Regions from separate parts of the Triticum aestivum genome. Here region 2 is linked to region 1. A link is a contact called in public Hi-C data. All regions are on one chromosome and are shown on one strand. Each heading gives the region's core, a stretch centred on a gene start, on an enhancer-like site or on the middle of the called end of the contact. The rest is flanking DNA. Distances are from core to core; before and after follow the strand shown.

Region 1 (5,108 bases), core at 1,491-3,990:
GGAAACGACGTCGCGGCATTAGCAATCGGTGTGGTTGTCGACATGCTCTAGGGTCAGCTTGGGAATGTACTGGGTGTCAGAATTGTGCACCAGGGTGCATAGATGAGATGAAAAAAAGAAATGGCTCGAGGAGCCTTGATTCTCACCAGAATCAATGGCACACGACAGCGACATTGGAGGCAATGGCGACCTCAATTCGCTGCGCCCTAGGGGAATCCAGCGAGGTTTTGGGGGGATATGGAAGAGGGCGACCATGGCTATATAAAGGGGTAAGCACGATGGATGTTGAGGCTCTGGTTTGGGATCATGCGACGACCTCAAGTCTTAGGATATGCCATATGCATCGAACTCGAGACTACAAGATGATGGACAACTTGTCGGGGGATGAACCCTGGGCAGGCAACGGAACCCGGATCCTTTTCAAATACATCGGGGCTGGCATCGCCCCTCAATCCGGCTCGTCCTTGGCCAGGTTCCTCAACCCGGCCAAGCCCCTCAGCCTGGACGAGCCTGTTGGCACGTGCCGGACGACCCCGCCAAGACCACGACCTCCTCAACCCAGCCGTGGGTCAGCTCCCGTCCCATCTGGGGCGTACGACGGATCAAGTCCCTATAAGGGAGATGAGCATGGCTAAAGTGGCCCACCAACTCCACTGACCAGGGCGAGCGTGGCAACAGTGCCCCACCTACCCCGCCGACCAAGGTCGGCATGGCAACAGTGGAATCCAGTTCCACTGACGCAAAGCCGATGGCGACCAGGCGACGCACCACTGTAGCCGAGCCGGCTCAACCACTCCACGAGGCACGACTAGATGGGCACCAGTGCCCCCCAGCGCACGGGGCCTGCGCCCGGAGAATCCGGCACTCCCTAGTACCCGGCGGGTCCCAGCGCCGGCTTCTCAGACGCTGACATCCCGGCCCCATGGCCTTATAACTTTACCATTGTAACCTTGGGGGGTTGACCTATAAAACCCCCAGGAGCCCTCCACGTACACAGGCGAGCACTTGGCTGGACAACCGCTAGCAGCACACCCATGCACACTCAAACACACAAGGAGAAGGAGCAGCCTACGCATTGGCCTGCCATCCTTCCTCCCCCAAACAGCTCCATGAGCAACTCTGTACTATTACACGCTCCATTGGTAAACCACTCTCGGCGGGACTAGGGGTATTATCTCACCGGAGAGCCCCGAACCTGGGTATGTCTTGCGTCCCTCGCTCGCTCATGAAGACCTCGCCTCTGGAGCCCACCGGTGCCCTCAAGCATGTCCCTCTTTTTAGCCATCCTTTGGCATCTGCCGTGCGCCCACCACTACATAACCCGTTGTGTCTCGAATAGTTCAAGTCCAACTCGGAGTTCCCAACTTCAACAGTCCAGCTACATCTATTAGGGCACTCTAGCCGATCCCCTAAATTTTAGAGTAAACGGCGGCGTAAACTTTAGAGGAGCACATTTGCTCCTCTAAGAAATGTTGTTTCTAGGCAAAACCCCAAACTTAACGAAGTAATAAATTCGAAAGGCATATTAACACAAATTTCTTGTGAATTAGGTTCAAACTAGTACATAAAACATACTTAAACCACATTCGGTGCAAATTCTAAATATTTTACATAAATTTAAACTAAATTCACAATTCTAGCTAGAAATTTAAACCTAGTCTGATTCTTCCACGAGCTCCTTCCACTCCCTTTTGCGCAAACCTCTGATCATTGGCGGGGTCGTCGCTATCGTCGTCGCATGAAGAGGAAATGGTGTCGCGTGGATCCGTCGGCCGAGTGCTACGGATGGGCGGCAGGGAGCAGCGGCGTTCGGATTGAACCATTGTCGTCGGCGTGTAGGTGGTGGAGTGTGACGCGGGAGGGGATTGGGTGGCATGGGTTGCGATTTGCGGTGAGGCGAGTGGGGACAGGAGATGGTTTACTTGGTGACTCGGAGGGCGAGTAATTTTACCCCTCGGCGGCCGCTCGGAGTAAAATATTTTCTCACCTAAAGGTTTTAGGGGATCGACTAGGTCTGATTTAGAGGAGTAAGTCGTTTTTTTTACTTCTCTAATTGGTTTTAGGGGATCTGTTGAAGATGCCCTTAGGTTGTTGACATCTCCCTGTCCACTGACCTGTTAGTGTGGCCATCCGCTGTTAGAAATATTAGTCTTCAGACAACCCCCACCACACTAACACTTCCCATCCTCTACGACTAGGGACATTAGAGTACCATACAACTCGGAGCACCTCAAACGAATCATGCATTTATTAATACGATTCAAGAAAAAAGGTTCAGAGCGACTGTATATAGTAATAAGATCACGGATAGATAGGATTATAGTACAATCAAGTCGACCGATAGGTACTCTACTTCACAAGCTCAACTGATCATGTGGCAAGATTCCGAATCATCCCTGTTTAGGTAACGAGTTGCAGTAACAATCAGTTGGAGTACCAATAAATTTAGATATTCTTTCTCTTCTCATGAATCGGGTTGTTAGCTAAAAGTTGTGGTAGGTAGGGTTCGTCTTCGCTGGATCGTCCGTTATCACGAGACATGTCGAATCATTCGCCGGCCGACGATCATTTCTTTTTCTTTTGAAATGCCAGCCAACGATCATTGACCCCACATCGAATGGACCGCTTAATAATTGATGAGTAGGTCCCTCCAAAAAAAAGGTGTGTAGGTTTACAGTTGAGCAGCACGAGCCCCCCTTCCCGGTGGCTGCGGCGAAGGTAGGGTTGGGACTTGGACTTGGGAGTAAACTATGTGAGCATGTGTTTCCCATTTGATACCGCACCACTGTAGCTGGAGTACATAGTAGCTGACGTCCATGCCCTACACACGTAGCGTCTGACGTCCAATCCAACTCGTCAGCTTGCCTATTTATCCCCAACCTCGCGGCTTGGTAGTAATATCCGGATTTTAGAGCAGGAAATCGAAGTGCTAGGACCGAAGAAGCAGAGCAAGCGGTCATCAATGGCGAAAGGCATGCCTGCTATCGGTTGGGCGGCGAGGGACACGTCCGGTGTCCTCTCCCCCTACAGCTTCTCACGAAGGTCGTCTTCCTCTATCCAGTATTCCAGTCAAGTCCCTATAATGCACCTCTGCTTCTTGCGCCGATCTGACGAATCCCCCTACGTGATGCATGATAGCAGGGCTCTGAAGGACGACGATGTCACGATCAAAGTGCTCTTCTGCGGGATCTGCCACACCGACCTCCACATCGCCAAGAACGAGTGGGGCAACGCCCTCTACCCCGTCGTCCCCGGGTGGGTGAACCTTACCAAGCATCATCCGACGATTTGCCTCCTCCAAATTTCTAGTAGTACAAACTAATGATGGATTCATGTCATGCGGCGCAGGCATGAGATTGTTGGCGTCGTCACCGAGGTTGGCCCCGGCGTCAAGAACTTCAAGGCCGGGGACGCGGTGGGCGTGGGCTACTTCGTCGACTCCTGCCGCTCCTGCGTGAGCTGCGGCAGCGGGCACGAGAACCACTGCCCCACGCTCGTGCTCACCTCCAACGCCGTGGACTACGACGGCGCCACCACCCAGGGCGGCTTCTCCAACGTCCTCGTCGTCGACCAGGGCTACGTCGTCCGCGTCCCGGAGGGCCTTCCCCTGGACGGGGCGGCGCCGCTGCTCTGCGCCGGCGTCACGGTGTACAGCCCCATGATGGAGTTCGGCCTCAACGCGCCGGGGAAGCACCTGGGCGTGGTCGGCCTCGGGGGCCTCGGCCACATGGCCGTCAAGTTCGGCAAGGCGTTCGGGATGACCGTCACCGTGATCAGCTCGTCGCCGAGGAAGCGGGAGGAGGCCGTCGAGCGGCTCGGCGCCGACGCGTTCTTGGTCAGCCAGGACCCCGAGCAAATGAAGGTTACGTCTTGTTTCAGTTGCTTCCTTCCATTAACTGACCCTTCGTGCGTGTGACACGTGATTCTTGGCACGGGACGAGAGCCATTGACGCGCCTACGTTTTCGGGTGCAGGCGGCGGCCGGCACGATGGACGGCATCATCGACACGGTGTCGGCGGGGCACCCGATCGTGCCGCTTCTGGAGCTGCTAAAGCCGAGGGGGCAGCTGGTGGTGGTGGGCGCGCCCAGCACGCCGCTGGAGCTTCCTGCCTACGCCATCATCGGTGGCGGCAAGCGCGTGGCCGGGAACCTCGTGGGCAGCATCGGCAGCTGCCAGGCGATGCTGGACTTCGCGGGGAAGCACGGCATCACCGCCGACGTCGAGGTCGTCAAGATGGACTACGTTAATACGGCGGTCGAGCGGCTGGAGAGGAACGACGTGAGATACCGCTTCGTCATCGACGTCGCCGGCAGCCAGCTGGGCGCCGCCGCTTAGTGCTTCCGAACACACCATACGCGTGTCGTTTGGTTACCTACAAGCTTCCAGCGACGTGAAGTCGTGATTTGTTGTTTATTTCCACAAATGGGTTGGTGCGTGCACTTCCAGAATTGCTTTTGAAATAATAGGTGCCATCTTTAGAGAATCTTCTGTTGCATTTCAGAGATGTAAAACAAGGTGTTATATAATTTACTTCATGAAAAGTGCATTTTTACAATAAAAAAGAGACAACTCCAACAGATGATGTACATTGACGATGTAAAAGTTAAACTTCAGTAGATAAAGCAAATTGAAGATGTATAACCGGCCGAGGGCCGAGCGGTTGCTCTACAGCCGACAGCCGCAGCTGAACATGAAAAAGAATTTGAATATTTTCAAAATTTTACAACCAAAAGTACATCATATCAATAAAGTTTGAAATCCTACAACCAAAAGTGCATCATCTCAAACAAAGTTCTTGGTCCAACAAATTAAAATGCACACAAGCATAACACTGGACATATCACTCAATGCTCGTCCTCTCCGTTCTAATTAGTCACATTGTGGATGGTGGCTTCATCATCATCAATGGCTTTTTTATTGACGTTTTCATGCGTTGACGTCTCAGTGCCGTGACCTCCACCGGAAGCACCTTCATTGCTACCTCCCGTGTCGTTCATGTTTGCATCAAAGCCACTTTCCATGCCACTCATGTTGTCGCCGAAGCCACCACCCATGTCGCTCATGTTGCCACCCAAGCCACCTCACATGCCGCTTATGTTGCCACCAA
Region 2 (5,326 bases), core at 1,199-3,698, 220 kb after region 1:
CGTCAGCACATCGAAGCAAGTGGGCGAGGTGTCTGATGGCTGCGGCCTGTGTCCAAGCAGAGATGCTTGACGCATGGAAAAGAAGATGCTGAGAAAGGGATCTCGCCGGAAAAAAAAGCCATGCATGCAGATGAGCTACGTGATGCTTTTGGACAGCTAGTGTGATGCTACGAAGCACAATAACGTGTTTTGGCGCAAATCCTTTTTATTAAAACTGTTTTGGTTCAAATCTTTGAACAACATAACACGGTGCTTGACAAATATAAAATAAAATAAAATCAATGAGTTACCTGATGTGTGTAATCGATTCATTAAGATTAAAATAGGATGGTACCAGGTAGGGCTGTATTCCTTTTTACATCTTTTTTGGGAAAATACATTATCATAAAAATACTAGAGTGCATCTTATTTGTGCCGCGTAAGAAACAATCCGTATTAAGTGTGGTTGGCTTAAGAATTGAAGGGTAATGATAGTCATACTGATTGCAACCTTTGGCACAAAAGAAAGAGAAAAAGGTATCATTCCGTATGTGTGATTTATCTTGTCTAGCGAGTATCCGGTAATTAATTTTTGAGCTGTGAGAGTTCCTTGGGGGTTTCACTTCTCGAAAACACCGATTAGTACACTCGAAATGGCATGGCGTCGACATGAGAGGCAATGATGCTACCAGAACTACTTTGCATACACATACATTATGTGTCCTATCACTATGTGATGCCTAATCAAGTGATCGGCTGCAATTTTATTCTGTGCATGGATGGCTCAATTGCATTGTCGTACAATAATCGTATGCATGGTGACCTATGCGTGATGCCATGGCATCGAAAACTTAATGAGGATGCATTGTTCAATTGGTAAGGGAATTATTACTACTCGGTGATGGTCGTACTAGGGATGGTTGTTTTTAAATTAAAGGGCTTATATAAAAATCAAACAATTCGAATGCATTTTTTTGTTAATGTGTGAAAATTTGATCATAGACTGAATGAGTTAAGTGTACGTGTGAGGTTGGTCGGTGTCCACTCATTCGTGTATCACATGCAGGCTAGCCGCACCTATATCCTCTTACATATCATGTTAACGAAGGGACCATGTTAACAACACTAAAAAGGGTTGTGAGGAAGTCAATACAAAACCAATTTTGTCACCAGAGTTTGTGACAGAAAATGTGATCCAAAAATAATGTAGAAAGCATCTACACCATGCACGCAAAAATATGAGGGCAAAGGTTATTCCGAGTAGCGATGAGAACAATTCCAATTATCCATAATTTGGCTAGTTTTTATTGACGTTCTGGAGTGGTTCGTGAATCCAATGCCTTTTGATCCTGGATATCAGAGTAGGACGAACGAACCGGCCTCCGCGGATATCTTTGCTTTGGAATAAAACTTTGCAATGGTGCACCGGTGGCATCGAACGACGGTGTGCACGAAGACATTTCCATCGGTGTCACTGGTTTGTTACTTGCTGGAGAGGGAGGGTAGTAATGACACCTAGTTGTGTGGGACGATTGTAGTGTTGTAAAAATGGTCCATGTTCGTGTGTCTTGTGCGGCACCTTTCAACATGATGGGTGAGAGACGATGGAACGTGTGCCTGGCCTGGCAGTGCAGCGCTGTCGAACGGGAAAATACTGTGCATAAATGGAGAATACAGTGTCATACAAAAGCGTCTCAGGTGAAATAAGTTGAGGGAATACTGGACTGGACCGGATCCTTATGAAGACTGACGTGCCAGATAACGGCCTGCATGGTGCTCGACCTACAAACAGCATTTTTGCTATATTCGGATGTATATAAACGCCTTTAGACTATATAGATTCACTTATTTTGCTGCGTATGTAGTTTATAGTGGAATATATTAAAAGACTTAGGCTGCGCTCGGTGCGGAAGTGGATCCTTTAACACGAAGGAGGAAAGTCACCAAAGCACAGTATAAGCTAGTGTAAAACATAGAAGGAAAGTCACGGGTACTGTAACGAACACTGTATTATCTAAGTAGGTACTATACACAGTTACTATTAATATAAATAAAATTAAAATTAATTTTATTGTACCACAATTTTATTTGTATGTAATTTTGTAAATGCATAAAGTAAATTTGTAATTTGCAAATTAATTCAAGTCATTTTAGCCTTAATTGTATGAAAATAAAGGAAAGAAGTTAGGAAATTATAGCTTAGATGACTTTCCTCCTTCAAGTTAAGTTAGAGGATCCACTTCCGTTCGGCGCACGGGAACTTCACAGGAATTTTGCAGGCCATATTGTCACCGGAATTAATTCCCGTAAGACCGTTCGCTCCACAGGAACTTTGGTGGGCTTTCCATGCACTAAAAAAGTCCGGGAGCCTTGGGCTGACGTGCGTGCTAGGTCGGCCATATCAGCTTTCGGGCTTGGGCTGGGCTCCAAGCTAACGGAACAGAACGGAACGGAGAAAGGAAAGAAGACGGCGATGACTCCAGTCTCCAGCACAACTGTCCAAGGCAACTCCGGGGGAGGGGAACGAAACGCATCCGGCGGAGCTACCATGGCGTCGTCGCCGCAGCAAGGCCAAGGCCAGGTCCAAGGCAGCGGCGGCGGCGGCGGCGTATGCCCGGCGGAGCAGTTCTGGTCGCTGCTGGACAAGGCGGACCGGCGCTTCGCCCGGGTGCGGGACCTGCCCCTCTTCGGCCGCCAGGAGCCCGCGGAGTACGGCAAGGCCTTCCGCATCTACACCCAGCTGTGGCGCATGCAGCAGGAGCACCGCCACCGCCTCCTCGACGCCGGCCTCCGCCGCTGGCAGGTCGGCGAGATCGCCGCCCGCATCGCCCACCTCTACTACTCCCAGTACCAGCGCACCTCCGACACCGCCCTCCTCTCCGAGGCCTTCGTCTTCTACCACGCCGTCCTCGACCGCGCCTACTTCCTCGACGACCACCTCGGGGCCTCCACCAAGCACCTGCGCTTCCTCGCCAGGTTCCTCCTCGTCGCGCTTATCCTCTCCCGCCGCGCGCAGACTGTACCCCGCCTCGCCGGCCAAATCCGGTCGCTCCTCGACGAATCCAAGAAGACCCTCCAGGTCCAATTCAATTCTTCCCCTTTTGTCCCTCCTCGCTTCCCGATCCCGATGCAGTTACCCCGCTCTTCATTTCTCTGGCTCAAATTAAGAAGATGAAATGTTGCAGGAAGCTGATTACAGGGAGTGGAAGCATGTCGTGCAAGAAATCACGAGGTTTCTAAAGGCTGACTCGCCCTTCATGAACAAGAGACCTCTCAGGTACAGCTATGCATTTGATCCTCCCCCGGAAATTCTTCCCACCATCCCACCTACAGTCAAGAAGCGCGGTCTGCTCTTAAGCGATGCCATCCTATGCAGCTATTATCATAACGAGGTAATGCTTCCTTGGTTTCTCGCAGTCAGATGCATCGTACGCTCTTTAATTTTTACTAGCGGAACATCATGTATCTATGTGTTCCCTTCAGGTCAAATTTACCGACCTCACTCTAGACACATTCAGAATGCTTCAGTGTCTTGAATGGGAACCATGTGGTTCCTTTGCACAAAACAATGGTTACAGCGCCCATGATGAAAGTGGGCAAAATCACCCCAATCTCCTAAAAGATCTGAGAGACGCTGCGTTGCCCCCGAACCCACTGAAAACAGTTCTCTATCGCCCCTCGGTGCCACATTTCTTGAAGGTCAGTTTCTCATTTGGCATCTTGTCAACTCAATGTTTGATTTATTGTCTTCGTCCTGAATATACACACTGCTCATTGTTACTCAATGCACTGGTTTGGTCCTAGGAGAAAACCTGTGGACCAAGCTCTTCTAGATACATTTCAATTAGGAAGTGGAAGTGTAATTTGTAAATGGCAGCCAGTGTATGTTTCTTGGAATGATCAGAACAGGCTAGTGGGAAAGAATTGAAAAAAGTAGGGAATTCTGCAAGATATGTACATGATGCTACTAACTAATCTGAATTACATGACGAGGAAGCATGATGATGACTTGATGAGGGAAGATAATGCAACTAAACTGATTCTGTTTGTTGATTTGTTCCATTATCGATAATACCATCCTCTCCATTATCCGCCCATAATAACCAACAGTCCTTTACACCCATAGCAGCTAGGAATTCTAACCCGAAATATATTTGAGGCATAATGGTATTATTGATTCCTGGGGTGCTAAGCTATGCAAATGATGCAATAGAGAGATGATTGCTGTTGAATAGAATGGCAATGTTTGGTGCATGCCCTCTAGGGCCTCCTCTCATCCGTGCCCTCCTTTTACGGTCGAACATCCAAATTCTTTTTTTCTTTCACTTCACAAGAAAATATAGTTATATGTACTCCTATGTTTACGCCATTTTATCCTAAATGAAATATTTGCCTGGATAAAAAACATTTACGATTGAAATCCAGGTCCTTGCCACCAAATGTGTGGAGCTCCCATTGAATACTATGATGTTGATATACCTTTCGGCTGCAGGTTGGTGCCCTAGGCTTGTAGAACTAAAATGTTATCAGCTGTGTGTTAGGGAGTTATTCTAGTTAGCGTTCAAATATGATAATTTCTTTCAGGCGAGGTGGGATCCTCTGGACTTGGTCCCGATACAAGCGAGAGGGTTGTGAACAGCTTTAGTCAGTTTGACATATCTAATACCAGGGCCATCACTTCAAAGGAAGATAAAGAACCATGTCTTTGGTTAGGTTGCCGTGAAGGCGAAGGTATTTTTTTATATTCTGAGTTCATTCGATTATGTGTCTCTAATGCAGTACATAACTAGTTTTACAATGCTGAGTTCATGCGATTGTATGTTCAATATCTCTAATGCGGTACAGAACTATTTTGATGGCATAGGGTTGTTTGAAGTTGCCTTTATACAGACTTAAGTATGTATATGTGTTTTTCAAAAGAAGTGTATTGTTTCTGATACATGTTCAACATCTAGGCTCAAACTGCATATACCCTTGTGATCTGATCCCGTTTACAAGGAGACCTCTCTTTTTGGTGATTGACAGTAACATCAGCTATGCATTTAAGGCAGGTTTGTTTACTCTCTTTTTTTTGCTGCCATATCTATTATTCTGGCTAGTGAATACCGAATATATATTCTTAGTGGAAGTGGAGTATCCATGATCGGTGGATGCTTCATGCGGAATATTGTATTGCTTCCTTGAGATAAAGCAGAGGTTACTATGCACATAGACAAGCTTATATTGTAATACCCCCTCCGATACATATTAATTGTCACTCACTTAGGACAACTTTAGTACAAAGTTCTACTAAGTGAGCGACAATTAATATGGATCGGAGGGAGTAACATTTTAAAGTTCTGTTCAG

The links. A called contact is a pair of places that touch in the nucleus more often than the background predicts.
Region 2: a contact with region 1 is called in a Hi-C map of leaf, with 8 times the contacts expected there. The contact joins the promoter of LOC123111969 here to the promoter of LOC123111968 in region 1. A contact is called at or near these places in 2 of 5 Hi-C or Micro-C datasets (both in leaf).

Annotation. Positions count from the first base shown.
Region 1 is chr5B:382,613,400-382,618,507 of IWGSC CS RefSeq v2.1, forward strand. It overlaps LOC123111968 (probable cinnamyl alcohol dehydrogenase 8D), which reads left to right and starts at 2,741. Exons shown (of 4, transcript XM_044532849.1): 1 at 2,741-3,042; 2 at 3,142-3,255; 3 at 3,349-3,862; 4 at 3,974-4,576. The coding sequence starts at 2,963. The coding sequence ends at 4,336.
Region 2 is chr5B:382,829,458-382,834,783 of IWGSC CS RefSeq v2.1, forward strand. It overlaps LOC123111969 (protein SCAI), which reads left to right and starts at 2,449. Exons shown (of 9, transcript XM_044532850.1): 1 at 2,449-3,058; 2 at 3,165-3,371; 3 at 3,463-3,678; 4 at 4,405-4,471; 5 at 4,564-4,710; 6 at 4,935-5,026. The coding sequence starts at 2,453.